Linked DNA regions of Mus musculus: all the other regions are linked to region 1. A link is a contact called in public promoter capture Hi-C data. All regions are on one chromosome and are shown on one strand. Each heading gives the region's core, a stretch centred on a gene start, on an enhancer-like site or on the middle of the called end of the contact. The rest is flanking DNA. Distances are from core to core; before and after follow the strand shown.

Region 1 (4,301 bases), core at 710-3,209:
CCCTGTTCATTCCACTATTCATTCACTCAGCAAATATTCAATGATGTTCAGTAAGTACTGTCCTAACAGCAGAGACACAAGAGTGTGAAAATCAGTTTCAGACTGCAAGAGACTCGTCGTTTTTCAAAAAAAAAAAAAAATGTAAGACAGAACTTTTTAAAAATGATATGCATATTCCAGATCCTTGCCCCCTGTGTGGTTGATTCCCAGGTCATTAATGCTTCAAAACAGGGAGAAGCCTATTGCATAATTCACATCAGCACCATTTCTATCACTCAATATTCAAAATATAACTGAAGGCTTTGAAAATGTAACTCAACTCTACCCCAATATGTTCTTTACAGTTCTGGGGAGGATGGAGAGGGAGGAGATTTCTCATTCTATTTACTACAGAACTTGGTTTTTTTCCAAAATTATACTACTGAAAAAAAAAAAAAGCAAATGTTTAGTGACATTATAATCTGTCTGGAGAAAAAAAAAATGACTGTAAATCCAGCCGATGGTCTAGTAAAAAAAAAAAACAAAAAAAAAAAAAAAACAAAAAGACAAAAAAACAAAAAAACAAAAAAAACAAAAAAAAAAAAACAAATGAAAACAAGTATTTACTATACTGCAGTAGCAAAACTACCAGGTGAATTTGGGGGAAACCTCACCTACGTTGGCTCAGACACATTTAACTTCTTTTAATGTCTATTTCCTTACTCGTTAATTAACAGGAGAAAGTAGATCACCGTGTTCTTTCATGCCCCTGTATCGTCTCATCTCCTCACCCTGGTCTTAATGTGGCTCATAGCAGCAAACTCCCTAGCTAAGAAAAGAAGGCTGCGATTATTTTTAAGTAGTGCATGGCGTCCTCTCTATTTCTGTCACCTCCAAAACTAGATGGTTTTGTCCACAACCCATGTAAGACCATGATTTTACATATAACTAAATAGTATGATGTCATCTTGTGCTCATATGAAATCATCACACTCAGAATCATGGTAGGAGACTGGATGTACTGTTTGTAGGTTTTAAGACTGTAGCTCATGTTACATACACTTGAGATAATTGATTGTTAATTAGGCAGTTTAATATTTTTTAATCTGCTGCTTAAAATATTCCCCTTGGTATCAAGAAGTGAATCTAAGAATGACCATCTTTTTAAAATAAAATAAAATAAAACAAAATAAAATAAAATAGAATAAAACAATTTCTATAGAGATTGTTTTGAAAGTCTAAAAGAATGGTTCACTATATGCAAAATCTAAGGAGAAAGCTCAGAACCTCTTTTCTCAGTACAGACAGTACAATTATCACATCTGATATTTATCTGCAAACCACAAAGATGTGTACCTGCTCTTATTACTTGGATGAACATCAGGAGTTAAAATGCATTAAAACAGTTTAACCCAGCACAGTCTCAATTTGATGGAGAAGAGTAATTTTACTATCATCTTGTTTATTAAAATGTGTCTAAAGTATTGAGCACTTCACAGATTTTTTTTTTTTTGGTTATTACTCTGCAAAGCAACCTACACAACCAACTCTCATTGCATACTGCCACATCCCCTCTACTCACCACAATGAGTTAAAGGCAGACCAAAGCTCTCAGCAGCATCCTTTGCATTTATTACAAGGCTTCACCAGCCCCTTCCTTCACTCCAGATGTGATGGTTCAGGAGTTGACAGCAGGAGAAGTCGTCCCCTCGGGTTTACTGCACACTCCAAGAGAGGTCCCCTGCACTTGCCAGGAGATTTAGCTTTCATGCTTCTGGTCATTCTTCCTACCCACAAAATGAGACCTATTTCTGGGCTATTCATAACTCTCCTTCCAAAACGTTTCAAAAACGAAAAGCAAGACCTGGTTCATGATTTCCATGCAAGATCTCAGCCTGCCCGCCTGCTTGCTGCTGCCAATACTTCTTACTCTTGCTGGTGATGACATCGTGCAAGCTCCCCAGCACTGATGCTTCATTATGTAAGTCTGTCTAGGTCAAGTGTAGGAGACTCACTACCGGCCTGTGGAAACTCATGGAACTGTTTCTTCAGATTAACACTTCAGGGGCTATCGAGGCTGCAGGAAGCTGAGCTTTAACTACATACATCTTTCGGGGGTAAATATTTTTTTGCATGATTTTATGTTTTGGGTTTTGTTTTTTTTTAATCCTTTGGCGGGCTCCTGTCAGCCAGGCTGATAGGTGCAGGTAGGCAATTCTAAGAGGTTCCAATTCTGTCAGCATGCTTGAATAAGCATGGAAAGTCTCGCACTGGTTCTAGAATTAAGACACGATTAAAAACATCCTAAATTGAACTTTGCTAATGAAGCCTTTTTTATGGTGTTGATTTGATGTTTAAACCAAGTAGGATTCGTTTGATCTGAGGCGTTGCAGGAGAGCATTGTTAGATGTTGCTGTGAGCGTGAAAAGATTTACTGCAGTTCGCTGCCGCGCTGCCCTTGTCTCTAACTGAGAATTCGCTTGTCTTGTAAATGAGCTCTGAGTCTGCTGCACTGTGTCTTCCGCCGCGCCTGTTTGTGACAAGAACGGAGCTTGAATAACCTGGTAGTTAGGGGACTTCTGCTGATAATAAATCCTGCCTACTTAGTCTCGGGATGCATACTGCAGCAGCTCCAGTGTCATTTGATACTAGCGCTGAATGAGGTTGGGTTAACTGCATTGGGTCAGGAGGGGCTGTGCTTAGGAGATCTGGCGGGCTGAGCCCTGGTTTGATGTGACCCTTAACTCATCTAAGAGTAAAGGTAAAACCAGAGGAGAACTGGTTCTATCAGACTATCTCGCTTTGTGTCCTGCTGCAAGAACTAGTTAAAACGGCATACTCAGAACGGCACACTGCAGAACTTGCAGGGCAAGTAGCAAGGTGAGGTTGCCGCAGCGGTGTGAGATTGGCAGGAAATTTTCACACAATTAAAACCGAGATGATGACACAACCGAGTGCACCTCATTTAAAATGACAGAGGGATTTAAAAAGTTGGAGATCAATGCAGCATGTTTGAAAGTTTGGCTTCCTTTGTGTCCTTGGCAAGCAAGGGTCTGTGATTGGGACTTGACCAGAGTTAAAAGTTTCCTGTCATTTGCTTGGGTGTCTTCAAATGAGCTCTGGTGTAAGCAGTAAGGCAGACTAACTACAGGATTACTGTGGATAGAACATTGAAAACTGCCTTATATTCTTCTCACTATTGAATTAAAAGAATGAAAAGGAGTGTTACCGAAATCAATTTGCCTGGGTGCCATTTTCATACTGCTAAGCACAATGAACAGGGGCGTGTTGATCATTTGTGATTGACTAAATTTGTCCTGTATTTAATTGATTGAAGATGTACACATTTTCCCAAATCATTTGAAGAGACAGTTACGGCTCCCTAAAGGCCTGATTTTATATTACTGATGTCAATAGCAACGATCCCCGTAGATACAGCTCGGCAGGCCCAATAGATCAAGGTCACTCAGTCTAGCAGAAATAAAATGTTAAAAATAAAGAATGCATACAGAATAATATTTATATTATTTGTTTGGATGTCTTCCAATTTAGGGTATTTTATATATAATATTTTTATATAATACTTATTATATTTAGGGTATCACTCTTCTCCTCAAATAACATATGATTATTCCTTAATGTTGTCTCTATAGGCTATCAAAAACCTACAGATTTCTTCCTTTTTAGACTTTTTGAAATTTGAATTATGTCTAAATTACCACTTATATGATTATAGTCCTTTGTGTGAATTAACATTAATCACTCTTAAAGTGAGATTACATGAAGGGTGAGATTCAAGTTTACTCTTAGACCAGCATTTGCCATTTCCCCATCAAATGTTAGGCAGTGTTTCTCAGTGGTCTGAGAAAGCTAGCTACTAGCTATGTCAGCATCTGAATGGAACATTTGGAAATGCCCGTCTTTGGGCCTCAGGGCAGACACACTTAGAACTTCCCTTTGTAGGTTCTAGAAATGCAAGTTCTTACAACCTCCAGGCAGTAGTGAGGTGTGTGAAGATCCAGTACATGGGACAGTAACTTGGTCAGATATGAAAATGGTTTTCATACAATATCTGAATAGGTGTTACATAATTAAATTCTCTGTTTCTTCTTGCCTGGCCTAACTATGGCTAGCTGTGGACTGATGTTTACTGTGCAGTTATGTACCATATCTGAAGTGCAAGGGGTTCCCAGCAATATTGGTTTTTCAGCAGTTCCATGTGGAATACTAGCTCTTTGAAGCTAAATGGCACGATGTAAATACACTAGAGGACCTACCTCTCTTATATGCTCAGAGCGACTTTGCACATATCACTGGCCCCT
Region 2 (4,301 bases), core at 836-3,335, 190 kb before region 1:
AAATAGGCAATCCAGTTGACATGGTCATACTTTAGTTGTAAGGAAAAGGCATAAATACATGAAAGAATGAATTGATAATTTATACCTTGTTTATAATAAGCTTTTCTACTATGAAAAAGCCAGTGTTTGTTAGAAAATATGATTAGACAAACCCACAACCTGAATGAAATAGTTCCAAAACACATAAGGGAACATTAGCTGCAATGTACCAAGAACTCTTAGAATACAAGAACACATTAACCTGATTTAAGAACATGTCAGAGAACTTTGCTGACACCACACTGCACCATGGTTGTGGAGATGCAGATCATACCACTGTTGTCAACAGCATAACTGAGATACAACCTCACATCTCTTCTAACTGCTGAAATCTGAAACACTGACACATACAACACCAGCAGAGATGTTGGCAGGAACTCTCAGCCATGCCTGGTGAGGGGAAAAAAAAAAAAAAAAAAAAGACATGGACTCATTGGAATAGTTTGCCATTTTCTTGCATATTTAATCTCTCTTATGATACAATTTAATGGTAGTATTCTTGGTATTTACTGAAAGGAATTGAAATGTTATGTCTACAAACATACACACACACACACATTTATAGATGCTTTACTCAAATTCCCCAATACTGGAAAGTAATGAAGAAATGAAATAATCAGCTATGGTAGATCCAGACTATGGAATTAAAGATGTTGGTAATAAAAGGATTCTTTGCATACCTGGGAACAAGAAACTATGTGTCCTCTCAGTGATGCTGAGAACCTAAAATTGCTCTACAGTTAGAATTGTTTAAAAAAAATGGTACATTATGTTTTTTATTGAACTCTTCCTACATCTGAAATCATCCAGGTAAAAGGTGACTACTTTTCTAGCACACAGTTCTAAGAATTACTGTCAAATGATTTTTCCAGAGAGCTATCTCCAAAATTAAAGTTTTTTATTATTATTATTTATTTTATGTGTCTGAGTACACTGTAGCTTTCTTCAGACACACACCAGAAGAGGGCATCAGATCCCATTAGAGATGGTTGTGAGCCACCATGTGGTTTCTGGGAATTGAACTCAGGACCTCTGGAAGAGCAGTCACTGCTCTTAACCACTGAGCTATCTCTCCAGCCCCCAAAATTAAAGTGTTTGTACACACTTTGTAGCACATTTTTGCCTTTCAAGGGTGTAGTATTAAAGTCCCTCTTTCCTCCAGCACAGCAGGCCATATAGATGTGGTGCTTCAAACTGTGGATATTGAACTTAAGCTTCACTTCCCCGGGGTGGGGGTGGGGGTGGAGCGATTGGCACAGTATTGCAGAAAAAGCCTTGCCCATCAAGCTGATCTGACCTGCCCTGAACTTTCTGAAAGCTGGGTCATGAAGTCCATCCACCAAGTCTCAGAATCTGCCATCCTCCAATGTCTTCTTTCCGCAGATTGTTGTTGTGTTTCTGCCATTGCTTCCCCTGCCAAGTTTCTGCACAACACAACACACACACACACACACACACACACACACACACACACACACACACACACACACCAAGAACAATTTCTTTCCACAGTCCCTGAACTAATCTCTGAAATTCACCATCCCTGGGGTTGATTGCATATCCTGGTGAGCGGTCCTAAGTCTAGGAAAATCTAAACCAAGTCTTCCTCCCCACCTAGACCAGCCTCTACAGCCTAGTCAAACTTCAAAAAGAAATATGCATTCTTTGCCTATCTAGAAGACTGCACACTCACTTATAAAAACAAAAACAACAAACAAACAAACAAAACAGGAAAAGGACACAGCCTAAAAATCGGTTCTGAGCATTCACTACCCAGCTCTACCAAGGGCAAACCCCAAAGGAGGGAACAGTGTTCTGCAGGCAGGGAGGCACCTGGAGGACAATGCTTTGTACATTCTCCCCAAGCTCCAACCCTTTGTCATTCTTCTCTGCCTTGCAGTTTTTCTCCGACTCAGCCTTCAAGCCACATAAAGTGGCTTCTCGGAAACATTAGCACTGAACTGGAGGGAAGGAAGGAGCTAGAGGGAGGTGGGGCGAGGTGATGGAAGGGCCTTTTTAGCTGCCCGCCACACTGGCGCACACTCGCACACACCCCACCCAGAGAGGTGGCCGCGGGTGAGAGGCTGTGCGACCCACCTCCTGTCCCTTCTTCTAGCACGGAGTATAGAGGCTGCCGCATCCCTAGCATCACCACGCCCAATCGCCAGGTCTCCGCCCTGCACCGTCTACCGGGCTGGGAGGAGGGAGCTAGGGGTGGGGACCCGAGAGCTCAGGGAGCATCGAGGAGGCCTAGCGACGCGGTTGGCAGCCGAGGGCGGGGTCGCTTCATCCTGAGCAGACTAGAAACAGACAGACTCCGTGCAGGCCTAGCCTGCGCTCCAATTGCGACTCTAGCCTTTTCAATCCTGCCCACTGTGCAGGCTGGTCTGGTCTAGCCTGGGTATCCCGGACTCCTAGTAGCAGGCACTGTGAGCAACAGGATTTCAAAGAAAGAAGCAGAGGGAAGAAAGAAGCCTGGGAAGAGAGGAAGACTTCCCTTGGATCAGAATCCGCAGGTGCACTCACCGGGTGGGCATGATCCGTGGGGCCAGGTCAGTGAAAGTCTTTTTTTTTTTTTTTTTTTTTTTTTTTTCCCAACCTCTTGCTACTCCCGCGAGTGTGGAAGAAAGAGGACCTAAGGTCCCTTTGCTCCCTTCAACTGCCACACCCACCTGTGTCCGTTTTTCACAAACTCGAATTTAGCCACCAAGGATTGCACCACCAGGAATTTAAAGGGGCTGAAAGAGGTGGGGATTGGGGGCGGGGAAGGTGGGGTCAGCAGAGAATGAAATCCAACTATTTCAACCGGAAAGCTACGCTCCCAACCCCCCCCCCCCCAAAAAATCACACTCTTGCGGCTCCTACGGGTTCAACAATATACACAAAGGTAGAGATGCTTAACAGTCTGTTATTTCTTTTCCGTCTACTCCAGTGGAGTTGTTACATGGGTCTCAGGACCAGGGCCAGCTTATGCTTCTTGACTAGCTAATAAAAAGGCATGTGCTTTAGAGCGAGTGTCTGCAAAGATAAACACGCAGACACAGCATTGCTGACTTACCTAGGAAAGATCAGAAAATCTACACACCCCAGAGAAGCATTAACAGGCAAATAAAGAACCAGCCCGTTTCTTAACAGTTTGTTTGTTTGTTTGTTTGTTTGTTTTTCAGGTCAATGAGCACTTTATAATGAAAATTAAAAGTTTTAGTTCATTTTAATTTGGTATATAGTACAACTGAATATCATGAACTCTCGAAGGGTGAATTTTTTTTCTTTGCATGTGTGTGTGTGTGTATGTATGTGTGTGTGTGTGTGTGTGTGTTCCAAACAAGATTAATCAATCAACCAACCAACCAAATAAACTAAAGCCAGTTTTTTAAATCATAGCAAAAAGTTTTACAAGGCTTTCTTTTCTTTTTCTTTTTCTTTTTTTAAGTTTTAGAGTCAACAGTAAATTACTTTAATCCAACAGCAATTTTGCCAGAACCAAATTTGGGGCATTTTTTTTCCCTCAAAGAAAACTTATAAAAGATAAAGACCAAATTAATATATGCTTTTACACAAATGATGGGATTTTTGGTTGCCGACTGTGAGTCGCTGTTGGGGGCAGAGTCATTTCTGCCTAGAAACATTTTTTTTTTTTTTTCCTAGCTCCGTTCCCTGTACACAGGTGAAAGAGACATCCTTTCTTTCTGTTTTTGCCATTTTCACGTATTTAAGTTGGAGTTTTAATTCTTACAATTTAAGATAAATGGAATTTCTTTCATTTAAAAGCTACTTCTATCAGATTTCTATGTATCATATTACCATGTTTGTTAGACTAACTCATTCATTAGCAGATGCCAGGCAAAATATGGCGTTTGATGTAATGGAACATAGACGAACTGTTTAGACCACTGATGCCAATTTTGTTCACGGTAACTTTTTAAAAGCAACTACAGTTGTTTAAAGGAGGGTTCACTTTTAGAAGTAAACCATTATGTGCTCGGTACACAGAAGCTTGGGTGTGCATAAAGTGTGCCTGGAGTTCTGTGATGCAGAACTAGGCTTTCAGTGTACCTGATGCTGCTAAGGAGAGAGCTGAGTCAGGTTTGGATGTCTGCCAAAAGCATCCAGCGCCTCTAGCTCCCCCCGCCCCCCACCCCCACCCCCACCCCCAGGGGAGCCGCAGGTAATCATGGGAGCCCTCCAACTGTAATGCTTCTGTGTGTGTGGGTTTTTTTTTTTTTTTTTTTTTTTTTTTTGCTACTTGTTGCTGGGGTGAT
Region 3 (4,301 bases), core at 938-3,437, 180 kb after region 1:
AGCCCCTTCCACATTGTATACCCTAAGTGATTGTCACATGAACCCGAGCTTGACAGATATTGCAGATAAAGCCTTCTTTGTCTTTCCCGTAGGACAACAATGTCCTCCAGGGACCAAAAACATATACACAATTTTAAGTAAATATATTTGTACATTGTATTTTAAATGATGTACAAATCAGTAGACAATAGTCACTATGCTTGTGAATGGGCATAAATTTCTGTGTTAAAATTAATGTATATACGAGAAATGTACTTTTAAAATGTGTATACAAGAAGTGTATATAAGAAGAAATTTTCTTTTTCTTTTTGTTAGAGGTTTACTTATTTTATTTATATGAGTACAGTGTAGCTGTCTTCAGACACACACCTGAAAAGGGCATCAGATCCCATTACAGATGGTTGTGAGCCACCATGTGGTGGCTGGGAATTGAACTCAGGACCTCTGGAAGAACAGTCAGTCAGGGCTCATAACCGCTGAGCTATCTCTCCAGCCCCCAATTTTTTTCTTCTTAATTTAATTAAATTTATGACTAATCACCAGTCCCATTTATCTAACAAGAACATTTTGTTCTTTTAAAGATGGTGTGTCTTTCCAGTTGTCTATCTTGAACTCATGGGCTCAAGTGCCCATTCTGCCATGGTTTCCTCTGTAATTGGGACTAAAGATGTGTACCCCTGGCTCTCAACACTAATTCTCACTCAGTATCATAAGGCCCTTTCTGTCCCAAGACTCCACTGAAACTCAAAAGGCTTATATGATGCTCAAAAATGTGGAAACTGGTGGTTTTCACTGGGATACAGTGCGATATTTCAGTGCACACATACAAAGAGCAGGGGTCACATTGGAATAATTAGCATCCCCACTGCTTTGTCATGACCTTAAGTACCTCTCTTCTTGATAAGATAGAATTCTAGAACTGTCTACATCATTCTGCCTGTTTTTTTTTAATTGAAATGGATTCTTCTCTCATCCCAACCACAGTTCCCCCACCCCACTCTTCCTAGCTTTTCACCACATCCGCTTCTCCATTCCTTTAGATCCATTCCCCCTCCCTCTCCTCTTCAGAAAGAAGTAGGCTTCTAAGAGATGACAGCCAAACAGGACCAAAATACAGTAAGACAAGGTAAAAGATCTCATACGGAGGATGGAGAAAGCAACCCGATTGAAGGAAGAGTCCTAAGAGCAGGCAGGAGGCCCACTAAAACATCAGTATAACGGCCACAGCTGCCTGCAGTCCTTTAAAGAATACAAGCAGAAACAAATTAGTGTGTCTAGATGCCCCTCTCAGTCAGCTTGCTGGATCTCATGATAAATACACTGGTGAAGATCTTCTAAGGAAGGCTGCCAGGAAGCAAACAGAAAAGCAAAAAGAAAAGCAAACAGCAAGTCCATGGTCCCAATGTCTTCTTCAAGGTCACGTGAGAATCTTCTAAAGTCCTTTCATTTGGCCTCATCTATCAAAGGTTCCACCACTCCCAACAGCACACGGGCTGGGGAACATTCAGCACGTGTGTCTTTGAGGGACAGTTTAGATCCAAACTACAGCAAACACTTAAGAAATAGAAATCTAAAAGAGGTAACCACATATTTTTAAATAAGACTTTGGGGGTGGAAATCTGGCGGAGCAGTTTAATAAGCACTCGAATAGCAAAATTACAGCAGCGCCTGAAAAGATTTAGAACAAGCCCAAGCCAGGCTTCAAGGTTTTTGCCGAACTGTGATTTTTCTGCGCCACCTTGTGGCCCAGACACGATTACTACACGTGTCAGGTAAATCATTTTCCCTGGTCAAGTACTAAGCCGCATTGCGCAAATCGGCTTCCACAAAAAATGCTGAGAAAATGGAGTCGGCCTTTGTTTGCAGGGATGAAAAGCGGCATGGCTCTCCCTCCTATTTGCTGCTTCATCATCTTTATTCTTTAATCTCATATCTCTTGCTCCACCCAATCCCTCCTCCTCGCGCCGTTTCCAGGCTGGACCTCCCTCCTCTAGCCCCACAACTCGGCAGCACTCAATGCTCAGCGGATTCCAGCCCCAGTCGCCCTCGCGGTCCTCCCTCGGGGTTCCCTCCTCGCCTGCTCCGGTGGCCCCCTCCTTCCTAGTCCTACAACTAAGCTCCGCCCCCTCACGCCGACAACCAATGGAGATCGGGCCACGCCCCTCGTGCTGCACGCCGCGTCCCTTAGGGTTTGAGGGCCCGGGAAGTGGGTCTGAACCCCTAACCCTGCGGCGGGCAGCGGTGGGCACCCTCCGGGTAGCCGGCGGCCATGGACTCCCAGGGGCTGAAGGTGAGCGGGCGGCGCGGGGCGTGGGCAGGGCGAGTGGACTGCGAGGTACAGGGTGGCTCGGGCAGCTGATGGTGAGAGCCTGCGGCCTTGGCGGAGATGCTGCGCCCCCCGCCGGGATGATCCCGAGGGCTCAACCACTGCCTTGCGGTTAACGGCCAGCCCCCAGCCTCCTGCTTATGTTGGCTTTGGACTTCTCCTGGGAAAGCCTGCTTAGTCTCCAAGTGTGATTTCTAGGGACTTAGCGAGCTAATGTCCTCTACCCGGCACTCACCTTTGCAAGCGGTTAACGAAAGTCCTTTAAAAGGAGGAGTATTATAGATTATGAAAATGGTCTTCCCATAGTTGCACTCAGCATATATTTCAGAAATGGTGAAAAACAAGGACAAGGTTTGGAAGCCTTTCGCGATCATTCCCCTCCCCTCCCCTCGCATCCCCTCCCCTCCCCTCTGTCCACTTTGGGACCTGTTCAGTATTTGTGGAGCGCTTTTTCTTGGGTGACTCCCGGAAGTTGGAGCTAGCTGAACAGACTCCTGGACATGAGATTTACTCATTCAAAAATCCAACACTGGAAAAAGTTCTTAGTACATTTAGCAAGCATTGGTTGACTGCCTTCTGTGTGTTTTGCACTATTTTCTAAGTACTTGCAATACTGCAGTAAAGGTGCTTAGTCTTGCAACTTTCACTTGATTTATGAGGGCTGACCCCACAAGCTATTAAACACATGAATGTCATGAGAACTACTGATTATATTCAGAGGACAGTGGGTGCTGACAGTTAGGGAAGACCGAAAGGTTTGGCTTTTTTTTTTTTTTTTTAATGAATTTCTACATTACCTTTTCAAGTTTTTCCTCCAACTCTTTTACATGTTTTATCCCTCATTTTATCCAAATGAGTTCTGCACTAAAACCACTTTAGTGATAAAACCATTATTAAACTTCTCATCACTTAGCACAGGAGCGAGTCGTGTCCTAAAACTGAGGCTGCTGACCTTGGCTTCTTCCCTTTCCAGTTTGATCAGTGCAATATTCTATCTAGAACAAGGTTCTTGAACAAGGAGTGGCAAGCACCGTCTACAAAATGCCAGATGGTACCTACTTTAGTATCTCTGTCCATCTGCAGTGACGTTGGTAAGCAGCTGTGGATGTACCTAAATGAAGGAGCATCCTCATATGCCAGTACATCTTCATGAGCTCTAACGTTTGTCTATGAAAGGTTTTCCCTGGCCCTTCTTCTCCAACTATTTTTAGCTCACTACCCATACAAAACCAAGTGGGAAGAAAGCCAGACATATCTTGGACCTACCTTCCCTTTGGACCTATCACTCTGGTTTCCTACCCTATTGTAGAATAAGGGCTGGCTTTTAGCCCCGCCCATCACCACACCCAACCCAGGTACCACACTCTTATCTCCATATTGCTCTTCCTCTGCGTTTTACAGCCCTGGGCCTTTCTCAGAAATATTCCAAGAGAAATACGGTGTTATATGTGGAGGAGATGGAGTAATGTGTTTATAATTGAAGAATCGGCTCTAGCATCCTCTGCAGGAGTGGGTTCCCTGGTCACCCACAGTTACCAAGCTGAGTACAGTATTCTGTATTCCCCAAAGCGAAGTAGTGCCCACCCCACATTCATTATAGCATTGTGTCCCAGCGGGTGTTCAGATTACAGTTTACCTGAATGTTCAAGATTTTTCCATGGCAGTAAACACTCTTGTTAACTTTTCTCAGCATCTTATTGATAGATTCAGAGTACAGTGTAGAACAGGATAGGTTATACTCTCTTCTCAGTATCTTACACAGTACCTAATACTAGAAAGTAGACAGTCCAAAAGTGTTTGCTAGACCGCTGAGCATGGGGATACAAGCCTACTCCTGGCACTCTGGCGAAAGAGTCAGGAGGAGAGCAGGTTTGAGCCAGCCTGAGCTACATTAGGAGATCCCACCTCAGAAATCAAAAGGAAGATTGTTGGACTAAATCGTCTATCTCGAACCACAAGCATACCAACAGGTGTG

The links. Capture Hi-C pulls out chosen DNA fragments and counts their contacts.
Region 2: a promoter capture Hi-C map of pancreatic islet shows a contact between it and region 1. The contact joins the promoter of Scn9a here to the promoter of Scn1a in region 1. A contact is called at or near these places in 3 of 39 promoter capture datasets (the 3T3-L1 cell line, embryonic stem cells and stem cell-derived epiblast-like cells) and 1 of 9 other capture datasets (pancreatic islet).
Region 3: a promoter capture Hi-C map of pancreatic islet shows a contact between it and region 1. The contact joins the promoter of Ttc21b here to the promoter of Scn1a in region 1. A contact is called at or near these places in 7 of 39 promoter capture datasets (the 3T3-L1 cell line, cranial neural crest, liver and 3 more), 1 of 484 Hi-C or Micro-C datasets (cerebral cortex), 3 of 115 datasets of contacts at active chromatin or transcription factors (embryonic stem cells and stem cell-derived neural progenitor cells) and 3 of 9 other capture datasets (adipose tissue, liver and pancreatic islet).

What each region holds. Positions count from the first base shown.
Region 1 is chr2:66,438,495-66,442,795 of GRCm38.p6, reverse strand. It overlaps Scn1a (sodium channel, voltage-gated, type I, alpha), which reads left to right and starts at 1,959. Exons shown (of 27, transcript NM_018733.2): 1 at 1,959-2,096. It overlaps Gm13629 (predicted gene 13629), which reads right to left and starts at 1,916. Exons shown (of 4, transcript NR_033495.1): 1 at 1,562-1,916.
Region 2 is chr2:66,632,746-66,637,046 of GRCm38.p6, reverse strand. Scn9a (sodium channel, voltage-gated, type IX, alpha) reads left to right here and starts at 2,085. Exons shown (of 27, transcript NM_001290674.1): 1 at 2,085-2,591. It overlaps Gm35265 (a long non-coding RNA gene), which reads right to left and starts at 3,283. Exons shown (of 7, transcript XR_374598.4): 1 at 2,566-3,283.
Region 3 is chr2:66,254,503-66,258,803 of GRCm38.p6, reverse strand. It overlaps Ttc21b (tetratricopeptide repeat domain 21B), which reads left to right and starts at 2,187. Exons shown (of 29, transcript NM_001047604.2): 1 at 2,187-2,290. The coding sequence starts at 2,270.